4 separate regions of the Mus musculus genome follow, and all the other regions are linked to region 4. The links are chromatin contacts, called in public promoter capture Hi-C maps. All regions are on one chromosome and are shown on one strand. Each heading gives the region's core, a stretch centred on a gene start, on an enhancer-like site or on the middle of the called end of the contact. The rest is flanking DNA. Distances are from core to core; before and after follow the strand shown.

Region 1 (5,606 bases), core at 2,622-5,121, 3.6 Mb after region 4:
AGCCTGGGGTAAGTACATTGTGAGACTTTATCAAAGAAAAAAAGATTAGAAATGAAAGAAAATGCTCAGCCAGTCCTCCAGTTTCCAGGCAGCTGTCTTGTTGAGAAGGATTTCTCAGCTTTGCAGAGCCACAGAAACAGGAAAAGAATCATAAAACACTATGGGATGTACACTGAGCAAGCAGATATGACTCAGCTAGGCAGTTTGAGGCAACAATGTGGGAGCGGACATTTCCAAGGCAGCCTTGGATGCTTGAATGCTTCTTGAATGCTTCTTATCAGACCTGCTGCTCTGACAGAGTTTGGCTCTGGTCTCACCCCATCGAAGTGATGGTGAGGACCCTCAGAGAGAAGGTGAACCATGTCTAAGGAGTGCTGAAGGAGAAAGGTGCCCTCTTTCTGTGATCTGCTTCAGTCTCTGGAAGACATGCGATGCTGCATCCAGCCAGGGTTCTGTGGGCAGTCCGAAAGCAAGTTTCATTCCTGGCTTCTCCCTCTGCCTCAGCAGGAAGTAAATCACCTTCAAAGAACTTTAGGCTAAGGGTTTATCAAATTGAAATCAGTCTTTGTCTCCATTCCCAAAGCTCCAATTGTCTGGGGACTACTAATCATATTTTATTGGTAGTGTTGAGACAGTGTTTCACTCTGTAGCCTTGGGTGGCCTAGAATCTGCTGTGTAGAGCAGGCTGAACTGGCAGTGGCACTCCTGCCTCTGCCTCTTTAGTGCTGGGATTACAGACATGTACCATCATGCTTAGCTACAATCCCCACAACACCCCCTCTTTGAGAATGGCTGTGGGGAAAGAATGCAAGGCCGCACACGTTCTAGATTAGTGCCCTTCCACTGGGCTACACTCTCAGACTATAACTGCACTTATATGGACCATGTGGTACAACTGATCACTTGTTAACTAGTCAATTTTCTCAACCTCTTCCATGCCCCCACCCCATGCAAAGTTCTTCAGGTGGCTTTGAAACAATCACATTTGCTTTGTCTTTTAAAATAGCACTGGATCAACACCTCCACTATATGGTAATATTTTGGTAATATATGGTAATATTTTGCTTTTCATACTTGCCTTTAATAACAAGTTTAAATCAAAAACCCAAGTTTGATCCCTGGACAGAATCCATGTGGTTGGTGGATGAGAGAACCAACTCCTATAAATTGTCCTTTGACCTCTACACCTGTCCTGTGGCTGTGAGCGTGTGTATGTATATGTGTGTGTGCTTGCCCTGTCACTTAAACATGCAAATAAAGCAAGCGTAATTTACAAATTATTGAGTATGGGGGATGAAACGGTTCAGAGAGGGGCTTAGTGGTTTAGAACTCTTACTAGTTTGCTCCCCAACATCCACATGACAGCTCACAACTATTTGTGCCTTCAGAGTTCCCATTTTAGACAAACAAAATAAGGAAAGCATAAATGACAGTTGAACCTCTCTCTGTATCTGTGGGGCATTGATCATAGGAACTCTGTGAATACTCAAATCAAGTGCCTTATATCAAACCATACAGTAGCATTTACACATTATCTCAACTACATTTTAGTTCTTTTTTTTTTTTTTTCTTTTTTGGTTTTTCAAGACATGGTTTCTGGGTAGCTCTGGCTGTCCTAGAACTGGCTCTGTAGATGAGACTAGACTAGAACTCAGATATCTGCCTGCCCTTGCTTTCCGAATGCTGGGACGAAAGACATGCATCATCCCATCCAGCTTAATTCTTATTCTTTTATTTATTTTTGTGGTACTGAGAATTCAATCCAGGGCTTTGTTCATAGTCAGGCAAGTGTTTGGTAGCTACATCCCCAGGCTGCTACCATATACTTTAAATCGTCTCAAGGGCTAAATACAGACCCATACTGCATATACTTTGGTCAGTGGTAGGCTCCATATATCAGGATAAATACATTCAGGTTTGTGTAAGCATACACTATAATGTTAGGACAGGGGGCTGGTGAGATGGCTCAATGGGTAAGAGCACTGGCTGCTCTTCTGAAGGTCCTGAGTTCAAATCCCAGCAACCACATGGTGGCTCACAATCACCTGTAATGAGATCTGACGCCCTCTTCTGGTGCATCTTAAGTCAGCTACAGTGAACTTATGTATAATAATAAATGAAGCTTTGGGCTGGAGCAAGCAGGGACTGAGCAAGCTGAGTTGACCAGAGCGAGCAGAGGTCCTAAAATTCAATCCCCAACAACCACATGAAGGCTCACAACCATCTGTACAGCTACAGTGTACTCACATACATAGAATCAATCAATCAATCAATCAATATTTTAAAAAAATGTTAGGACAGCAAAGTAACCCAATAATGCATCCCTCAAAGTATCCACCGTTAGGTTATGCAGGACTGAAGCTGCTGTGCTGTGCTGTTTAGGTAATGGTGTCAAGAAATGAAATCTGAAAGCTGGGTGTGGTGGCGCACACCTTTAATCCCAGCACTGGGGAGGCAGAGGCAGGCGGATTTCTGAGTTCGAGGCCAGCCTGGTCTACAAAGTGAGTTCCAGGACAGCCAGGGCCATACAGAGAAACCCTGTCTCGAAAAAACCAAAAAAAAAAAAAAAAAAAAAAAGAAAGAAAGAAAGAAAGAAAGAAATCTGAACATACTAGGTACAGTCCCATTTTTTTTTTTTTTTAATATTTCCTATGGTAGGCCTGGCGGCGGGGGTGGGGTGGGGCTGCTAATACTGTTAACACTAACAGTTCCAGAGCCTTAACTGTGTGCCTGTCATCGTTCTACCTGCTTAATGTGCATTTATTTATTTAAATGACGAGAAAAGCATCAACTGCCTAGGAAAGAAAAAAAGTAGGTAGAAATTGCTTTTGTATTTCAACGAAGAGGTAACACTACAAAGTCGCCAGACACCTGAGTCAATTCTGGGTAGGCACAGTAGAAGCCTCGCATGGTCCACACTGATTATGGGGTATCTGCGGTAGGTTGGAGGCAGCAGAGATATCTACCGGTTAATTCCAGTGTAGGAGCAATACAACAGTGTGGCAATAGCAGCCAAGAGTGTGGGCAAGCATGGTAGCATGGGGAATGGGGGGGGGGGGAGGGAAAGCTATAGGTAGAGGGATATTATTAAATGCAATTTACAGGTTAAAAAATGGGCTTTGAAATGTAAAGATGTTTTGCAAGGGAATTGCGGCTACGAAAGGAAATAACGCGGGAAACAGGCTTTTACAACCTCCTATCCTGACAATCACTGAACTGTGCAAGAGAACCAACAACCTGTCTTCTTAAAATTAATGATAAAAAAATAAAATATGGCTGGAGTGATGACTCAGCGATAGGACATTAGCTCTTCCAGAGGAATGGGGTTTAATCCCCAGCAGTGGCAGCTCACAAATGTCTCTAACGCCAGTTCTAGGGGACCCAGCGTTCCTCTTCTGGCTTTTACGGGCACTGCTCACACACGGTACACAGACACACATGCAAGCAAAACACTCTACACATAAATTTTAAAGCTAAAACAAAAAATAACTACTAGAGGCTCTGGCCCAACTAAGCCTCCTGCAGTGACGGTCTCAGAGCGATACTGTCAATCAAAATTTTCTGTTCCGCACGCCATGTTGACTCCAGTGCGCAAGCGCACAACACGCCATCGTGTCGTTCCCACCACCCCCATCTCGCTCCGCCCAAATGCAGTGGTTTGCAGTGCGCATGCACTCACCGCGTCGTTATCCACGTCTCCGAGGCAGATGGCGTGCGGGAAGAGACTCCCGCTGAAATCCAGCGCCACGCGCTGCACATAACTAACCGACCTCATGGCACTCTGGAGGGCTGAGGTGCCGGGCCACTGCACCAAAACGACCCCCGAGCCCTCAGGACAGCCGTGCACGCGTGTCAGGCCACCGAACCGGAAGTCTACGTCACCGCTTAAGCCTTGAGTTCCGGCTTTCTTCCCCTAACCTTAGGGGAGGAGGCGGGCCTTCCGTGCCAGGAGCTGACTTGATACCTGGGGCTTGACCTTTTTCTCTGAGGGGGATTCAGACCATCCCTCGGGTCATAGTAATAGCCGTCATAATTAACAGCTTTGTTTTCCAACAATTTTTATGAAATTCCCTAATGGAGTTGTCAACGCAATGTAGTGGATTACAACCCACGTTAAAAAAAAAACAAAAACAAAACTTAAGGGGCCAAAAATAGAGCTCAGCAATTAAGAGCACTGGCTGCTTGCTCTTGTAGAGGACCCTGGGAAGATTCCTAGCCCCGACATGGTGCTCGCACCCATCCATCTGTAATTCCAGTTCTAAGAAGTCCGACGCCAGACAACCTCTTCTGGCTTCCCAGGCACCTAGGTGATGCACACATACACATGTAGCAGGAGAGCCACCACAAAGATTTTAAAAATATGAAAACAGACAAAGAGAAAAAGATCTAAGTAGTAAATCGTGTTATTTTGTTAAAGCCTTGTTTTGGGGATATATATATATATATATATATACCCTGGATTATAATGAAAAAATTATGCTGTGTACTTTATGGGCAGCAGTTTGAAAAATACCTATTGCAAAGCACACCTTACATGTATTATTTAATCAGCAAAATTATGTAAGCTTTATTGTTTCTTCAGGTGAGGAAACCATGTTCATCAAGATTGAGTAACTTTGCAGAAAGTGGTAGACGTGAGATTCAAACCAAGATGTCTGATGTAAAATGTTAGAGCTCTTTTGTCACTATTGCAGTTCCCATGGAAGTGAAGGCTGCTGGGATTCTGGACCCGAGGCATGATGTAGCCCCACCCCAGCACAAAGAGACCTGTTTCTAGTGGCCTTACTCTAGTTTAGGTGGGGCCATTATTCTCATGACTGGGGCTGCTTGGGATACTTTCCCTGATAAACCAGGTTCTGCCTTTCTTCTGAGATGTGATCAAGGCAACAGGAGTGTTAGTTAAACTACATGTGGTAGTGCTCGCCTGTAATTCTAGCACCTGGGAGGCAGAGGCAGGAGGATCAAGAGATCAGTATCAGCCTTGGCTGTGTAATTCTATGTCAGCTTTGGTTACATGAGACCCCATCTCCAACAAAAAGTCAATAAAAACAAAAGACACTCGATAGAAATTCCTGTAGTCCTGGCGCTAGGGACGCAGAGGCAGCAGTTCAGGATTATTGTCAATCACATGCAGTCTGAGGCCAGCCTGAAACACACTGAGACTCTCTTAAGGAGGAAAACCCTTTAGTTTTACATGTGCAAGCTAATCTACATTTGGCTTCTCATCTTAGGGGGTGCTGGACCAGAGATGTCCTACGTTCTATGTCAAAGGTGGTGAAAGAAGTCTGAGATGAGAGACCTTTCTACCCTAGAGGAAAGGATGGATTTGGTTTTCGTGGCTCTGACAGCTCAAAGTAGAAAGGAAAAAGGCACTGCAGATCCATTCCCAGTTACCAGTCCCTGTTACTGGTAGTGAGCTGTGGGGATGGCTACAACCCTTAGAAGGTCTAAGTCACCTGGGTATACCCGGTGCTATAAACTCACCTGCTGTCATCTCGTTCTATTAGGGAGAAAACAGAACCAAACTTAAAGTGTTTGTGCTTGAATATAACCAGCAATTTATGTTTCGTTGTACTTAGCTGCTTTCTCTTTTTAGCTTTCTAAAT
Region 2 (5,758 bases), core at 3,057-5,556, 3.5 Mb after region 4:
TGCACCCTCCAGCCCCACCCCAGCCCCGCAACTCCAGTATCACTAGCAAAGTTCAGACTGCCTAAGCCTATCCTAAGCCGCTCTCTCCGAGGAATTAGCAGCATTAGCCACTTAAGCTCAGTAAAGTTCCTGCGTGTGCTTTTATAGCCGGTTTCCAATTGTCACTGAGATATAAAAAGTTAGGTGTCACCCACACATACGGGATCTGTATTCAAGTCTTTTCATCAAAAGCTTTTAAGTACAGGAACTGGAAAGACGCCTCAGCAGGCAACTCCCACGTAGCTCTGGTGACCTGAGTTCTGTCCCCAGACCCACTCAATGTGGCAGGAGAGAGCTGACTTCACAGCACTGCCCTCTGACTTCACATTCTGGCTATAGCACTACCTCCCCCACTCATGAATAACAGCTAACTTTTCTTTCTTTCTTTCCTTTTTTTTTTTTTTTTTTTTTTTTGAGCTGGGTATCTCTACATATCCCTGGCAATACTGGAACTCACTATATAGGCCAGGCTGGTCTGAACTCAGAGAGCTGCCTGCCTCTGCCTCTCAAGTGCTGGGACTAAAAGGCGTTCTAGCGCCATGCCTGGCAACAATAAGTAATTTACACCTTTCATAAACCTCACGAAACCGAAAAGCTTCTGTAAGGCAAAGGACACTGTACAAGAGGGCAAAACAGCAGCCTACCGAATGGGATAGATGTTCATCAACTCCACATTTGACAGAAGGCTGATATCTAAAGAACTCAAGAAACTATACATAAACAAACCAAATAATCCAGTATTTAAAATGGGGTAAAGACCTAAACATAATTTTAACAGAGCAATCTCTAACGATCAAGGCACACTTAAATGTTCAACATCTTTAGTCATCAGGGAAACTTAGCGCAAACAACTCTGAAATTCCATCTTACACCTGTCAAAATGGCTAAGATCAAAAACGTAAGTAACAGCTCATGCTGGTAAGGATGCGGAGTAAGGGGAACATGCCTCCACTGCTGGTGGGAGTGCAAACTTGTACAACCACTCTGGAAATCAATTACACTGGTTGCTTGGTTGTTTGTTTGTTTGTTTGTGTTTCAGAAAATTGGGAATCAGTCAACGTCAAGATTCCTGAGTATATATCAAAAAGATGCTCCACCATACCACAAGGTATGAACATAGCTCAACTAAGTTCATAGCAACTTTATTTGGGGTGGGGTGCAGGAGTGGAAGGGTTCTCAATGGAGGGGTGGGGATAGGAATAGGAAGGATCACGTGGGGGGGAGGGACTGAGGGAGAGAGTACTGGGAGAGACAACCAGAATCAGGAATGGGGAGGCTTCTCTGGGATGAGCTAGAAACCTAGTGTAATGGAAACTCCCAGGAATCTACGATGGTGACCCTAGCTAAGACTCCTAGCAGTGGGGATATGGAGCCTGAACTGGGCATCTCCTGTAACCAGGCAAGACTTCCAGTGGAGGCACAGGCACACCAACCCAGCCACAAAACCTTCGCCCTCCAATTTGTCCTGCCTGTAGATTGTGCAGGGGTAAAGATGGAGCAGAGGGAGAGGGAATGGACAAGCAATGACTGGTCCAGCTTGAGACCCAGGCAATGAAAGAGAGATCACCCCTGAAACTGTTAATGACATTCTGTTTGCTGTACTTGCAGACAGGTGCCTAGCATAACCACCATCAGAGAGGCTTCACCTAGCAACTGATGGAAACAGATGCAGAGACCACAGCCAAACATTAGGTGGAGCTTAGGGGATCCTGTGGAAGAGAGGAAGGATTGAAGAAGCCAGAGAGGTCAAGAACACCACAAGAAAACCAACAGAATCAACTAACCTAGGTTCATAGGGGCTCACAGAGAATGAACCCCCAACCAGGGAACCTGCACGGGACCAACCTAGGCTCGCTGCACATGTTACAGTTGTGTATCTTGGTCTACTTAACAGTGGGAGCAGGGGCTGGGTCTGACTCTTTTTTTTTTAATTTTTTTATTATTTATTTATTATATGTGAGTACCCTGTAGCTGTCTAAAGACACACCAGAAGAGGGAGTCATATCTCGTTACGGATGGTTGTGAGCCACCATGTGGTTGCTGGGATTTGAACTCAGGACCTTCAGAAGAGCAGTCAGTGCTCTTAACCACTGAGCCATCTCACCAGCCCCCTGGGTCTGACTCTTGTTACCTGATTTAGGGATCCTTTCTTCCTCTTGGGATGCCTCCTCCAGCCTTAAAAGTAGAGGAGGTGCCTAGTCTTAATGCAACTCGATATGCCATGGCTGGTTGGCATCCATGGGAGGAGAGAAAGGGAGGAGTGGATGGGGGGGGGGAATACTGGGAGGAGGAGAGGAGGAGGGAGAACTCTGGTCAGAATGTAAAGAAAATTTCAAATTTAAGAGAGAGCGGGGGAGAGACAAAGAGAGAGGGGGAGAGAGAAGACACCTAGCACACAAGTCCACCCAGGTTTGGTGATACATGCCTACAGGAGACACTTGGGAGGCTCAGGCAGGGAAGATTTTGAGTTTGTGGCTAGCCTGGACCACTGGATTATACTGACTTTCAGTCAAGTCAGTCTCGAAGTCTCTCTCAAAACACTCTTAATGACTACCCCAAAAGCAAGGCAGTCACTGGCTTTTAGCAACAAACCTGCATGCTCTTCCTAGGGCAGGAGAAACTAGGGGCTCCCACGGGCTCCTTTCCTGTCAATCAACTGGAAATTAAAGAGTCGATTTCTTTCTTTGGAAGAAAAGGTGGGGGAGGAGGCATTAAAGCTTAAAGCTTCAAGTCCAGGAGATGAAAACAAAACAAAACAAAAACCTGCCAGCTGGTCCCAGTTTCAAAGTCAAGTCCTTGTTCCCTAAAATCATGAGTCATGGAAGGCAGAGTCAGATGGGTCTGTATGAGTTTGAGGCTAACCTGGTTTGAATATCGAGTTTCAGTCTTGCTTCATAAGACCTATCTCAAAAAATAAAATAAAAATAAAATCACATCCCTAAGAAATTTACTTCTCTAAAAATCATTTCGTTAACAACTAAATCCCTCAACTGAACGCGATATCATTTGATTTCAACCGGATACACGCTGAATTCTAACTTTCCTACCCCGACCTTACCCTTGTAAATGGATCTTCGGTTCCCAAAATGGAGAAGTTGTAAACAAATTTCAGAGAGCAGCTATCATGTTTATAGAATTTAGTTGATGAAAGATTAAAACAGGTGACGCCTTGGGAGGCAGAGGTAGGGGGCAAATGTTCAAAGTCCTCCTTATTAACTTATTATTAAGTTTCAGGGAAGCCTAGTCTGGATGGGACCCACGGGGGGTGGGGGGGTCGCTATTCCGTCTTTATAACTTTGTAAAATATGGTTTCGGATCAGTTAAAAACCAGTTTAAACGTCAGACCAAATCCTAACACGCCAAGCCTTTATCGCTGTGGTAATGGAATGGTAAAGGAAGAATGTAGTTGGCGTGTTTGATTTTAATCCTCACACCATGCCAAAGTTTTGAGCCAGTGATTTCACACGGCCCCCCATTAACTTTTCGTTAGCCTAGCTGACAAGAAATGAACAGGCTGAGATTGCAGCCCGTTTGTCTTTCCAAGCTCACCATGTGAACCAGGCAAAAAGAGGGGTATTGGTAGAAAAGCCAGGGGCACGAGCAAGAGTACGGATCAGTCTAAACTAAGTCCTGATTGAAAGAACTGCTAGAACTCAGGGGAAGGAAGAAAGAAGAAAAGAACAGTTTTGCATTTTCAGCTCTCGGACTCGTTCCAGAATTCCGCAATGACTGCCAAATGCAACGGCCTTGGAACCAATTAACCATCACTCGCGACCTTCCGCGTCGACTCCCAAGAGTGCCCTCCTTCCAGCTCAGTTCTGATCCTACTCGTGAAAGACATGGGGGAGGGCGAACGCATTGCAAGTAAGGGAATCGAGACCCCAGGGGAGCAGGGCGAGCTGGTCCAGGGTAAACTCCAGGGGAGCGGCTCAAGAGTGCTGGCGGCACGGGATGCACAGCGCATTGCAAATGAGGGAATCGGAGGCCCTTGGGGAGTAGGGTGAGCAGGTTCGGGGTAAATTCCAGGAAAGAGACGCGAGAGCGCTCTGGCGACGCGGGGTGTGCAAAGCGCCTGCTCAGCTGGGGACCCGATCTTGGCCTCCGCTCTTGCCCGCCCACCCTGGAGACCCCAGCCCGCCCCACCGCCGCCTGACCTGTCCCCGCGGGGTCCGGGTGCGCAGCGCGCCGCCTCCATACCCGCCCGACCGGTGGCATCAGCGTCCAGACCCCGAGACGCCGCCGCCCGGCTGGAGAGGATGGAGGAGATCGGGCCCCGCCCCTGACAACCACACCCCGCACTGTCGCCGACGCCCATTGGTCCAGTGCCCTACGCTCCCCTCTCACTGGCAAATGGCGTTAGCCATGATGCTGGAGGGTTTCCAGGGGGCGGGAGGCACCGGGAGGCGAAGGCGCGTGCGCTAGATCCGGGAGCAGCCCCCCGGGGTTGGGTCGGAAGAGTCTGCTGCTCCATTCCACCGCTCCGGGACTGGCCCCCACAGAGCGATCCCCAGCACCCCTCTGTGGCACCGAGAACATCCAGGCTGCTGCCTTGGGTTTTCTACTCTTTATCACCTGAAGCCTCAGCATCTGACCACCGACTCTGGGATAGCCGAGGCCTTCAGCCTCCCAAACCAGCCTTTGCCCAAAGCCCGACTGAGGGATCCCTACCTGGGGACCTTCAGCAAATGTCCTTATTTAGTGAGGGTAGCAGCTAAGCTGTCCTCTCTGCAGTAAATCATGCCTCCAGCCATCAATGCCTTTGTGGCTTTGGTCCCTATAGGACTTTATGACCAGAACTATAGCATATAAACTTAATTAGTAAGGCCAAAGTCACACTGATGTTGAATCCAAAAATTCACTTAAAAAATAATGTATTTATTTTGAGACAGGATTTCACTATACTATCCTCGGTTGGTCTGGAACTCTGAGATCCTACTGCCTCTGTCACCCTAGTGCTAGAATTAAAGGCATGTGCCATCGTGCCCTAGGCTATTATGTGTATGTTTCACCTATGTGTATGTCTGCATATCATATGCATCCCTGGTGCCCAAGGCTGTCAGATACCCCGGAACTGGAGTTACAGATGGTTGTGAGTCACCATGTGGGTGCTGGGAATAGAACTCGCGCCTCCGGGCATCCAGGGCTCATAACTGCTGAGCCACCTCTCCAGGTCCCAGAAATTAATTTTTGAAAACTAGGGAATATGATACCTGCACACATAGGCTAGGAAAGCATTGCACTCACTTAGCCCCTCTCCCTGTGGGACTCTGGATTGCTCCTTTGTGTGTGTGTGTGTGTGTGTGCTACAAATCTTCACTCATAAGCTCTGCTTGGTCTAGAAAGGGCTAGTGCTAAATGAGTAGGGTTGAAAGAGATGCTATTTGAATGAGTAAGAGGACCACTGAGACAGGCACATCCACACTACCCACACTAGAGTGTGAGCTTCCACTTTATGTACACATAGGATAAGTTACTGATAGGAATCCATTTCTCCACCACATGTGATAGCGTCATATTTCTTCCACTGTAAACACATCTCAAAACACAAACCTAAAGTACTCATCCGTCCCCTAGCTCTCTGACCCCATCGTATTCACCAACACAGGCCTGGCTTGGGACCCTTTGAGCCAAGGCTGTCAACCATTAAAAACCAGAGCTCTCTCTTGATTTTCTCCAGTCGCTGAGCCTCACACTCGGTACCAACAGCGTGAGATGAATT
Region 3 (6,000 bases), core at 425-2,924, 4.5 Mb before region 4:
TGTTTTCCCTGCATGTGTGTCTGTGCACTAGATGCATGTTTACTGTGAGCTGCCATGTGGGTGCTGGGAATCAAACCCAGGTCCCTTGGAAGAGCTGCCTGTGTTCTCAAACACTTGAACCGTCCCTCTAGCCCCTGTCTAATGATTTAAGGGAAAGGTTAGGCCATACTTTTCTAGATTCTCATATCCAGCCTGAGTTCCAGGACAACCAGCATTATATAGTGATAGATACCTTGTTCCAAAAAAAACAAAACAAACAAACAAACAAAACAAAACAAAAAAATCACAAGCTGACAAGTGGCTACTTACAGACACGAACATTAAATAAAGCCTAGAATTCAGAACTTTCTATTTTAGAGCCTAACCTCTCTTCCCTGACTTATTTTTATCTCTTTCCCCAGATATACCCTGTTTTTATAAAATGTTTTTTTTGTTTGTTTTTTTGGACAGGATCTCACTACGGCTGGCTTGGAACTATGTAAACCAGGCTGGTCTAAAACTTACAGAGATTGCCTGCCTCTGGCTCCCGAGCACTGGGATTAAAAGCTTATACACCACGCCAGAGGCACATAATGTTCTTGGTTCTATGCCTTTGCTCATGAGCTTCCTGGCAGTTCAATTATAACTCCTTCCACAACTCTAGTAAATTCACTTAATCAAGTGTATTCTGCATGTAAAATTCATCTTAAATACTATTTCTTCCATCTCTTTCTTGAGTTTTTCCATTCAAGACGATCTAGAAAGCCAATTGTAGTGGCATCTGTCATTAAAAGCTAGCACTGGGAAGATCACCCAACATTGAGGGCAGCCTAGGGTACAGAGTTGAATTCCAGGCAAGCCCGGAACAGAGCAAGGTCTTGTCTCAAATAAACAACAGAAAAACCATAAACTGATTGTGTACTTGTACTCCCAACACTCAGAAGACCGAGACAAGAGTATAATGCCAAGAGTTTGAGACCAGTCTGGTACATATAGTGAACTGCAAGCCCACGTGGGCTGCAGAGTAAGATTCCCGAATCAAAAAACAAAAACGAATAATTAAAAAAATTTAAAAGCTTTTTTTCCCCCCTCACTGATAAATGCCTGTATTTGCAGTTTTACTATGATAACCTATCTTCCAGGCAGACAGAAGCCATCTTAATCCTACCTTGCAAGGCAGGAATGCCTCTATTTATATAAAAGGTGATGGGTTTCTGTTTTGTAGGTGTAAGAGATCGAATTGAGGGCACAGGCGTGCTAAGCAAACACTCTACATATTGGCCACAACCCCGTCCCTAAAAAGTCGTATTTACCCGCATAACCACTTTCTGAAGTATTTTTATTATCCCTTATTTTTCAAACGAGGAAATCGAAGCTTAAGCAAGTGGGAGGAAGACGGAGACGGAACTCCGTCCATCTCAGGACGTCTGGATCCTGTTCTCTGGCAAGTTCATACAGTTCTTGAGCAGATCTTTGCTCAGTCATTCTTAAAGCTCTCCGCGTCCCGGAAACTTCTCTTTTTACAGACAATCTTTCCTTGACTGGCCCTAGGTTTAGTCTCCTGTAGCTCCCTTCCGCACTGATTACTAAGGCTTTTATCCCACCATATTTACTCCCCAAAAAACTTTCACCCTTTCCCTGAAATCCACACTCACCAAGTGCTAACCCCTGGCGTCCAACAACGCAACCGAAAAACAACTCAAATCAGCGAGCATCTACAAAATCCTACCAATCGCTCACGAGCTCAGGCGGCCTTTTAGGTTGCACACCAATAGGACGGTTGTTCACCCAGCAGTACTTCCCATCTTGCCTTGCGCCTCACCGGCAGAGGTTCCTGGGAAGTGTAGTTTCTCTTCTGCACACAGCATTGCGCAAAGACAGAATGCGTGTGGAGGGGGGAGGTAAGTATCCCTTGGCTGTTAGAACTCGTTTTGACAACTCAGTCTAAACTCACTTAACTATTTTCCTTTAATGAAACCTGTTGCATAAATGACATACATAATCACGAGAACTCCTCGGAGAGTTTAGTACACATTATCATTTGTTTCGAGTGAGCCTTTAGTTTGTTTCAAGTGAGCCTAAGAAACGTTCTACAAATCCTACGGAGTTGTAAAAGCCTGTAATCCCAATTCCTGAGAAGGGACATAAAAAGGATCAGGAGTTTGAGGGGAGGGGAGGGGAGGGGAGGGGAGGGGAGGGGAGGGGAGGGGAGGGGAGGGGAGGAGAGGAGAGGAGAGGAGAGGAGGAGACAGAGTTTTCTATGCCTTAGCTTAGATGTAATTAAAGAGGGATGGTTGTGAGCCACCATATGGGTGTGAGGAACCAAACCAGGACTCACTATGTATCCAGTTTAGCTTGGATCTTGCTGTGTAGAAGCCTCAGAGATCCTCCTGCATCTACCCTCAAATTCTGGGACTCAGGCATAAGCCCAGTGTATGGGAGGCAGGGGCAGCCAGCTGGGTCTACACAGCAAGTTCTAGGGCAGAACTACACCCTTAAACAAACAACAAACAAAACAAACACACAGAGAGGTATTATAGCTCATCACCTCTGACTCCAAACACATTTTAATGGCTCTTTGCTTGTTTGCTCAGTCATTGGATTCACCCTGCGACTGAACTAAGGCTTCAGGAATCATGGTCCTGCCGGGCGTGGTGGCACATGCCTTTAATCCCAGCACTCGGGAGGCAGAGGCAGGCCTCAGATTTCTGAGTTCGAGGCCAGCCTGGTCTACAAAGTGAGTTCCAGGATAGCCAGGGCTATACAGAGAAACCCTGTCTCAACAAAACAAAACAAAACAAAACAAAACAAAACAAAACAAAACCAAAAAAGGAATCATGGTTACTTAATGGTAAACAAGTATTCTACCACTGAACTATACTTCTCACCCAAGCCTGACTCCAAGAATTTCCCAGGGACTAACCAAAATAGAATAACAAAGAAGGAAAAACTATAAACTTTCTCTTTATCCTTTCCTATGACATGAATAGGAAAACCAATGATATTTGAAATATCATATTGAAAAAATTGTGTACACTTATCAGTGAGCCACTGAAGTTGACATAGGCATAAAAGCTTCAATTTTCAAGCTTTCCAAATTTTAAAGTAATGCTACTATGCATTGCAGAATTGATCCTTTCTTGTGTAACTTCCTTTTATATATCCTCTTTTGTTGCTGAGACAGGGTTCCCCAACTAGTGTTGGGTTTAGAGGCATGAGCCACCACCCTCAGCTCTTCATATATCCTCCTGATGTTTAAATGAGACTGACTAGACATAACATTTGAATATGTAATCCCTTGACTGGAGACAAGTCCCAGTCTTTTGACCTCCTATTGTGGGCAGTAGGCACATACATACCTGCAGACAAAACACTCATGAAGTAAATCTAAAATTTTAATATTATGGTATAAATTATAGCATAAATACTATTTTTAAAAGCATGGTTCAGCCGGGTGTGGTGGCGCACGCCTTTGATCCCAGCACTCGGGAGGCAGAGGCAGGCGGATTTCTGAGTTCAAGGCCAGCCTGGTCTACAGTGTGAGTTCCAGGACAGCCAGGGCTACACAGAGAAACCCTGTCTCGAAAAAACCAAAAAAAAAAAAAAAAAAAAAAAAAAAAAAGCATGGTTCATTCCTTCCTATATATTTCCAATTTTTAGAGGAATCTATTATATATATATACACACACACACACACATACACACATTGTTGCTGACTTCAGACACACCAGAAGAGTGCATTGGATCCCATTACAGATGGTTGTGAGTCACCATGTGGTTGCTGGGAATTGGACCTCTGGAAGAACAGCCAGTGCTCTTAACCACTGAGCCATCTCTCCAGCCCCACATTTCCAATTTTTAAAAAGAGTGCTGCAGACCCTCTGGGTCCCTTTGTCTGTGTGGAACGAGTCTCTAGTTGCAGATGGACAAGGAGTCGGCAAATGAATGACAGACAGACACAACACCAGAATCTGAATGTCATCTGTCAAATTGAGCATCAAACTTTTTTTTTTATAAATCTTTTATTATTATTTATTTATTATATGTAAGTACACTGTAGTGTGTCTTCAGACACTCCAGAAGAGAGCATCAGATTTCGTTACGGATGGTTGTGAGCCACCATGTGGTTGCTGGGATTTTAACTCAGGACCTTTGGAAGAGCAGTTGGCGCTCTTAACCACTGAGCCAGCTCACCAGCCCGAGCATCAAACTTTTTATACAGAAGAAAATAGGGAAGTTAGGTGACACATCAGCAAGGTACAAATGAGGTTACCGAATGCTTACTGACTCTTACACTAAACAGAGGAATGTAAACACAAAGACTGGCAGGAACTGGGCAATAAAACAACTGAGACAATGTCAGCCCTATCTAAGGTCAGCTATAGTCTTAGGAGCCAGGTGTGAGGTCTTTACACTCCTAGGGCAAGGGCTTTCACACCCAAGCCATGGCTCTAATTTGGGAGTTCTGCTCTAGCTAACCATCTCATGAATAATGCAATACTCTAAAACCACCGCCTGATCTACTTCCTAAACCATTGTAAATTCCTGTATATGGGAGCGACTTACTTGGCTTTTATTCTAAGTGATAGTGTAATACCAGAGGCAATTCTGAATGTCACTGAATAGGCAACATTGAATTCCAAGCCCATGGTCAGCTCAAGGACTTTCTAGGACGTTGGAACACTGGCGAAGGCTTAGCTATGTCAGAATTCAATCTTAAAAGGCACTTATAATAATACTAAAAGAGAGCACATAGATCCATACACCAGACTAACGCGGGAATAGGGTATGAGTATACGGGTTAATGAGAACACCAAAGCTCCAGGAGGTGAGTTTCTGTGAAACTCTTTGCCTTGTGAGCGCTTCCAGGCCTCTCGGCCTGCCAAGAAGACTTCACTGGGGTGTGCGTGGCTGAGGAGGAAGAGGAGGAGGAGGAATCTTAAACTTACTATGTATTCCAGGCTGGATTAAACCCTTGATTCTTATGTCTTGTTGTTCTGCTGGAATTATGGGATATCTGCCATGCTAAGTTTGTTAGCTTTAATTATTATTATATGAAAAATATAAATATACAAATACATAATCTATGTAAGTAAAAGTTTTTTGGCTCTTTCAGTACTTTTAAAATGTATACATGTTATTTTGACTTGAGACAAGATTTCATGTAGCCCAAGCTGATCTTGAACTTAGTAAGTAGCAGAGGATGACCTTGAATGCCAGACTACCAGGTATGGCTAAACTACAGTGAGGTCATACTACCAGCTATAGCTATCCTACAGTGAGATCTTTAAAAATATATACATGAGGGGGGTTAGTGAGATGGCTCAGTGGGTAAGAGCACTGACTGTTCCCTTGAAGATCCTGAGTTCAAATCCCAGCACCCATATGATGGCCCACAACCATCCGTAATGAGATCTGATGCCCTCTTCTGGTGTGTCTAAAGACAGCTAGAGTATACTTACATACAATAATAAATAAACCTTTAAAAATGTATACATGTGTGTATATGCTGCACATGTATGTGCCCTCATAAGTTTAAAGAGAGCATTAGATCTCCTGGAGCTCTGGTTATAGACAGATGCAAACCACTCATCGTGGCTGATGTGATCTGAACTCAGGTCTTCTGCAAGAGCAGCAAATGCTACTGTCTGGTGAGGGGATAGAGCCATTTCTCTATCCCCTATAAGGGTCTTTTTGTTACCATGTTTTCCTATGTAGCCTGCTGTCCTGGAACTCACTCTGTAGACTAGGCTGTCAATGAACTCGGACATCTGCCTGCCTCTGCCAAGTGTTAATATATTAAAGACCTCCACCAGCCAGCCACAATGGGCTGTTGACAAAATGTTTGAGGACTAACCAGGTATAGAAACTAAGGAAGGAGAATTCAGTTCAAAGATAGCACACCAGGCAACTTAGTGAGACCCTGTATCAAAATTCAGTTTAAAACAATGGATAAGGGGCCGCTGAGATGGTTTAGCCAACGAAGGCACTTGCTGACAAGTCTGATGGCTTCGGTCAGCT
Region 4 (5,666 bases), core at 1,428-3,927:
AATGTGTTTTTACGTGTGAGTGCCACTATAAGAGTGACAGAGCAAGTGGGAGAGGAAGCTGGAAAGGAGTCTTATCTCAGATCCAAGGCTTTGAGCCACAGGCATCCTCTTCCTGGGATATAAGTCTTAGAGGCCTTGAAATTTTCTCCACTGTGATAGTAAAGTTAGGACAGTATGGTATCTGAGGCAGTTAGTGGACCAGTAAATTACACTGCACCACTCCTAGAATAGTGTAGACCGCAGTGTTCATTAATAAAGCATTTCTCACCACAAAGCTTAGCTACACTCTCTTGCTTCCATAAAAAGAATGAGAAGATGATCTGACCAGCTTCAGTTTGTTACTACGTCAAGTAGGCTGGAGAGCCCTTGCCTCAGAATGAAAAAGGGAAGGTGCTGGAAAAATTACAAAACAAATAAACAAACAAAAACATTATTTTCCAGTCATATAAAGTACCAAGGAGAGACAAGAACAACTGTCTTGTCTTTAAGTGTAAACACTGACCCACTGATTTCTACCTTTCGTCCCTGGGAGGAAGGTGAGAACACTCAAGTAACTCTTCAGATGAAAATAAAAGGTGCTGGCTTCATCGCTGGTGGAAAACCGTGCCGGGCAATCATCCTTTACTTCTACTAAGGCCAACCTGAGAGAAGCAGAGCTTATCTGGGGCGCTGATCAAAGCCCAGCAAACCAAGCAAAGCACAAATCACAGGACTGGTCCTGAAGTGGGCATCACATTATGCTGCTATACTTGGCACTGGGGATGCATTAATGAAGCCTTTCCAGTCTGACTTGCAGTTTTCAGGCCATGAGCTGGTCTGGCTTAAAGCTCTGGGCAGGGCCCAACAACCGCTAGAGGGGAGGGGTGATGAAGGGGGCGGATCCCAACCAAACTGCGGCCCTTTCAGTTAGGGCCTGAAGGCTCCTCTCTGGCTGAAGATGACACAGGAAGGCAGAACTGCAGGAAGGGAGGTACAAGGTGGAGCCTGCAGAACGTGAAGCACGGTGTGGGTGGCGGCTTTGTCTAACTAGACAAGAGTGGGAGCAAGACGAGAAAGGGGCCTTAGCATCCTCCAAAGAAACCCTTTCTAAGGAATACTTGAGAGAGGGGTTGTCTCGGCAACCTGTGAAGGACGGAGGAATGGGAGGGGTCGCGGCTATAGTTCACTTCAAAGGAAAAAACGACTAGAACTCTCCATTGGGTATTTTTCCTCCTCCCTGACCAATGGCCCACCTCCTCATCCCCTGTCCAAATTAACCACTAGTGGAGGCTATTTAACTCAGTGTTTCTCTAAATCGGACTTCTTCACAGATTGGCATCCTCTTCCAGACTAGAAGCTGCAGGATACATACCTTCCCAATCTCAACCCTTGCCCTGAACAGCGGGGAGTCGCCCCTACTCCTCCCACATGAAACTACAAAACCCGGAGAGCCCTGCGCAACGTGCAAGGCCACATTCAAGGGTTTTTCTGGGAGTCGCCTGGGGGATGTAGTTCGCCGTACGGGTTACAATTCGAACTTAGAATAGGAACTAGGGACATGGCCAACTACAATGCCCATAATGCTTCACGAGACCAGGAGTGGGCAAGGCGAGAGCTGTAGCTTCCGGGAGTGGTAGTCATACTACAGCTACAGAGAATGAAAAGCAAAAGCAGAGAGGTATGGAGAAAACTACAAGTCCCAGGGTGCATCGCAAGGAGGCGGTAGCCCAAGGTTTGCAGGCCTGGCCGAATGACCAGGGCAATGGAAGGAAGTCGTGGTCGTCGCGGGCGTGGGGAATGGGCTTACCGGCGTGTCGAAAGAGAAAGCGCACTCGTCTTTATGGACCCGGTCTCCCGCCTTGGGGACACGGATCGTCGGTAACACTGACAGCAGCGCCTCTTCACTCAGCTCCGCCATGACACCGGCAGCAGCTCCTCCTCACACAGCAGCTCCCACTGTACCTAGTACCGCCCCCCTCCGTCTCTCGCATCCAATGAGCGCGACTCAGTGTGCGCATGCGCTAAAGGCAAGACGCGCGAGATCGGCAGTTGGACCCAGCCTGCCTCCTGGCGCTCCACCCTCTGCCCCCACTCAGCGAATACCAATAAAAAGCGCCGCGGGTACAACTGATGGCCGAAAGGACCAATCCTGCTCTCCCAGGGCAAGTGCTCATGTGGCGGTTCCAGGAGGGCTGGGAGTTGCAGGAGCTGTGATTCAAGGACTCTAGAATGCCTTACGTGCAGAGCAGAAACTGTGAATTGTTTAAACGCATTGATTACTGAAACTTTGCCAAGGACTCGTCCAATCAGAAAGCACTTGTCTTGGTATTTGAAAAGCAGTAGTCAATGAGGCGATTTTGAGAGATGCGTGATAACTCCGTCAACCAATAAGGATGGCTGTTTCGCTTTAGACAAACCATATTAACTCCGTCTCCAGCTGGCTTTGTGCATACAGTCTGATAACTCATTCTATTTTGTTTAATGAAACAGAAAGGCCGAGTGGCACCCATCAAGTCCACCGCTGTCAGGCTGATACTAAACAAAAGTCCCCAGCTCACGGAGCCACCACCGGAGGGCAAGCCAGTCCTCAGCCCATTGGCCAGTCCTCATGATAGACATCCTTCAGACCAATGGCTTTCTGCTCCGGAAGGCGCATTTTCCACAACTGGCCTATGAGAGTCTGCTTCGGCTTAGCCAATAGGGTCGGGGCAGGGGGCGTGGAGGGAAGTTTGAAACTCCGGGCTTTGGGAGTTATTTCTCTAGCTGGTGTTCGGGCAGAGGTCGAGCTGGGGCCCGGTAAGTAATGTGAATGAATTAGTGGTTAAATACGAAGGCTCCCGCAGACCTGACTGCTCTGTTAAAAATCTCCATTCGTTATCCTTGCAGAGTTCTCTGGGCTAGCGACCCGGAGGTTCCTCTGCTGGAAGCTGGGAAGATCGGGTGGGTATGGGGTCAGAGGTCCGACACGGAAGCAGTAAGCTCTGAGTCTCTTCTGACGGACGTCCCTTCCTCTGCATCTGCACAGCCGGGCCCCGTCCCCAGCCCCAGTGGAGATGGGTTCGACTCAGAGCGTCTCAGGCACTCCAGCACGGCCTCTGCCACGCAACAAGCAAGTGGCTCGAGTAGCAGACCCTCGTTCACCTAGTGCTGGCATCCAGCGCACTCCTATTCAGGTATACTGGGCTGGGCTGGGGAATGCAGGGAGGCTGTCTGGATGCGGGCCTCTGCCTAGCTTGTTTACATGAGCCCTCATTCCCACTGCCACTGGAACCCTACTTTCTCCATCCCTCCCCCTTTTATTATTTATTTTTGAGGCTCTAATATAATCTTGTCATATCTGCCTGTCCCTCCCTCCAAACCCTTCCGTATACCCCTCCTTGCTGTCTTTCAAATACATGATCTCTTTTTTCATTAGCTGACTTTCTGCCTTTTTTTTTTTTTTTTTTTTTTAAAGACGGGGTCTCACCATGTAGCCCTGTCACAATGGAGACCAGGTTGGCCTCAAACATATAGAGATCCTCCTGCCTCCCAAGTACTGAGATAAAAGGCATGTGCCATTACCGTGCCTGGCAACTTTCTGCATTCTTTAACCTGCACTGGGCAGTCGCAGGTCTGGCTAGAAATATGGGGAGGAGATAAAGGTCAGGGCCCAGACTTTTTTTTTTTTTTAAAGATTTATTTATTTATTTTGTATATGAGTACCCTGTTGCTGTCTTCAGACACACCAGAAGAGGGCATCAGATCCCATTACAGATGGTTGTGAACCACCATGTGGTTGCTGGGAATTGAACTCAGGACCTCTGGAAGAACAGCCAGTGCTCTTAACCGCTGAGCCATCTCTCCAGCCCAGGGCCCAGACTTATTCTAACCTGTGGTATTGACAGGTAGAGAGCTCTCCACAGCCAAGCCTACCAGCAGAACAGCTGAACGGTCTCAAACAGGCACAAGACCCAGATCCCCGCTCTCCTACTCTTGGCATTGCACGGACACCCATGAAGATCAGTGGTCCAGGCAAGTGATGGGCTCAGGGGGTGCCTGAAACTGACACCTATTCTAGGGTGCTTTCACCACCATTTTTGTTTTACTGGGTTGTTGTTGTTGTTGTTGTTGTTGTTTATTTATTTGGTTTTTTTTTGTCTGGGGTTTTAACCAAAGGTCTTAAGCATGCCAGGGTTTCTATCCTCCTGTATGGGACCTTTCTCACTTAAAAACATTTTCTAACACAGATTTGGGGGTGGGGGTGGAGGCCCACACCTGGCACAGTTCACATGTGAAGGTCAGAGGACAATTTGAGGGAGTCAGTTCTCCCCTTCTACGTGTAGCTTCTTGGCCTCCAACTAGGGCCATCAGGTTTGCTAACAAGCTCCTTTGTCCGCTGATCGGCTGTTTTTGTCTTTTCCCATTTTCTTTTTAAGTCAAGGCCTCCCGTTGTATCCCAGGCTGGCCTGGAACTTGAGGCAATCCTACTTCAGTACTGGAGTGCTAGAATTGTACCTGGCCGGGACGCCACCCAGCGCTTATCTCCGATCTTCTCCAGATCATTTTCCCCCCATCCTGGTTTCCCCCTTCCCGCTCCCCTTCGCTCTGAGCAGGAGCCCGACGCCCCCTTATCTTCCCCTCCTTGATTTGGATCGGGAAGCTGCAGCTTCTCGGCCTTCTTTCCTCCAGACCCTCAGTGCTCACTGGTGAAAGAGCTGAGCGAAGTATTGGAGACAGAAGCGTCGGAATCGATTTCCTCCCCAGAGCTTGCTCTGCCCCGGGAAACGCCTTTATTTTATGACCTGGACCTGTCTTCAGATCCTCAGTTATCCCCTGAGGACCAGTTACTGCCTTGGAGCCAGGCTGAACTCGATCCCAAACAGGTGTTTACCAAGGAGGAAGCCAAACAATCCGCAGAAACTATAGCTGCCAGCCAGAACTCAGACAAGCCCTCCAGAGACCCAGAGACTCCCCAGTCCTCAGGTACAGAACCGAAGAGCAAGATGGAGGGAAGAGAAGCTAGAGTCACGTCCTGGGATAACGGAGGACAAGTAAACTGTAAGCCCTCGACTTTAAGTCCTTACTCTAACAAAACCTTTCTTACCACAGGTTCTAAGCGCAGCAGACGAAAAGCAAACAGCAAGGTTCTAGGGAGGTCCCCTCTCACCATCCTGCAGGATGACAACTCCCCTGGGACCTTGACACTACGACAGGTAAAGGAAGAGGGGGGTGAAAATTGTCACCAAGTATCTGTCATGGGCTGGAGAGATGTCTCAGCAATTAAGAGCACTAGCTGCTCTTCCAGAGGTCTGGGCTTCAATTTCCAGCAACCACATAGTGGCCCACAACCACTATATAAGGGGTCTGATGCCTTCTGTCATGCAGCCATACATGCAAATAGAGCATTCATACGTATAAACAAAAAAGAGTATCCCTCATTAAAGTGGGAGGCCGCTTTCCCCAGCTCTTGCCTCTGCCTCCCTCACAGCACCCCTCTGGCCCCTCAGCTCATGTCCTGCCTTCTACAGGGTAAGCGGCCTTCTGCCCTCAGTGAGAACGTTAAGGACCTAAAGGAAGGAGTCGTTCTTGGAACTGGAAGATTTCTCAAAGCTGGAGGAGGAGCACGGGAGCCAAACCAGGACCACGACAAGGAAAATCAGCATTTTGCCTTGTTGGAGAGCTAGGGCTGTGCTGGAGTCATCCCCAAG

What was found. Promoter capture Hi-C pulls out the DNA fragments that hold promoters and counts their contacts.
Region 1: a contact with region 4 is called in a promoter capture Hi-C map of cranial neural crest. The contact joins the promoter of Itfg2 here to the promoter of Cdca3 in region 4. A contact is called at or near these places in 2 of 39 promoter capture datasets (cranial neural crest and frontonasal cranial neural crest).
Region 2: a promoter capture Hi-C map of cranial neural crest shows a contact between it and region 4. The contact joins the promoter of Tulp3 here to the promoter of Cdca3 in region 4.
Region 3: a contact with region 4 is called in a promoter capture Hi-C map of pre-B cells, with 6 times the contacts expected there. The contact joins the promoter of Ccdc77 here to the promoter of Cdca3 in region 4. A contact is called at or near these places in 2 of 39 promoter capture datasets (cranial neural crest and pre-B cells) and 1 of 484 Hi-C or Micro-C datasets (B cells).

The regions. Positions count from the first base shown.
Region 1 is chr6:128,421,039-128,426,644 of GRCm38.p6, forward strand. Itfg2 (integrin alpha FG-GAP repeat containing 2) reads right to left here and starts at 3,872. Exons shown (of 12, transcript NM_133927.1): 1 at 3,680-3,872. The coding sequence starts at 3,775.
Region 2 is chr6:128,351,545-128,357,302 of GRCm38.p6, forward strand. Tulp3 (tubby-like protein 3) reads right to left here and starts at 4,307. Exons shown (of 11, transcript NM_011657.2): 1 at 4,194-4,307. The coding sequence starts at 4,234. Rhno1 (RAD9-HUS1-RAD1 interacting nuclear orphan 1) reads right to left here. Exons shown (of 3, transcript NM_001326585.1): 3 at 5,456-5,758.
Region 3 is chr6:120,355,693-120,361,692 of GRCm38.p6, forward strand. Ccdc77 (coiled-coil domain containing 77) reads right to left here and starts at 1,675. Exons shown (of 12, transcript NM_001381936.1): 1 at 1,635-1,675.
Region 4 is chr6:124,827,499-124,833,164 of GRCm38.p6, forward strand. It overlaps Cdca3 (cell division cycle associated 3), which reads left to right and starts at 2,678. Exons shown (of 6, transcript NM_013538.5): 1 at 2,678-2,775; 2 at 3,005-3,152; 3 at 3,864-3,990; 4 at 4,648-4,941; 5 at 5,068-5,171; 6 at 5,487-5,666. The coding sequence starts at 3,033. The coding sequence ends at 5,642. Usp5 (ubiquitin specific peptidase 5 (isopeptidase T)) reads right to left here and starts at 1,986. Exons shown (of 20, transcript NM_001326594.1): 1 at 1,787-1,986. The coding sequence starts at 1,897.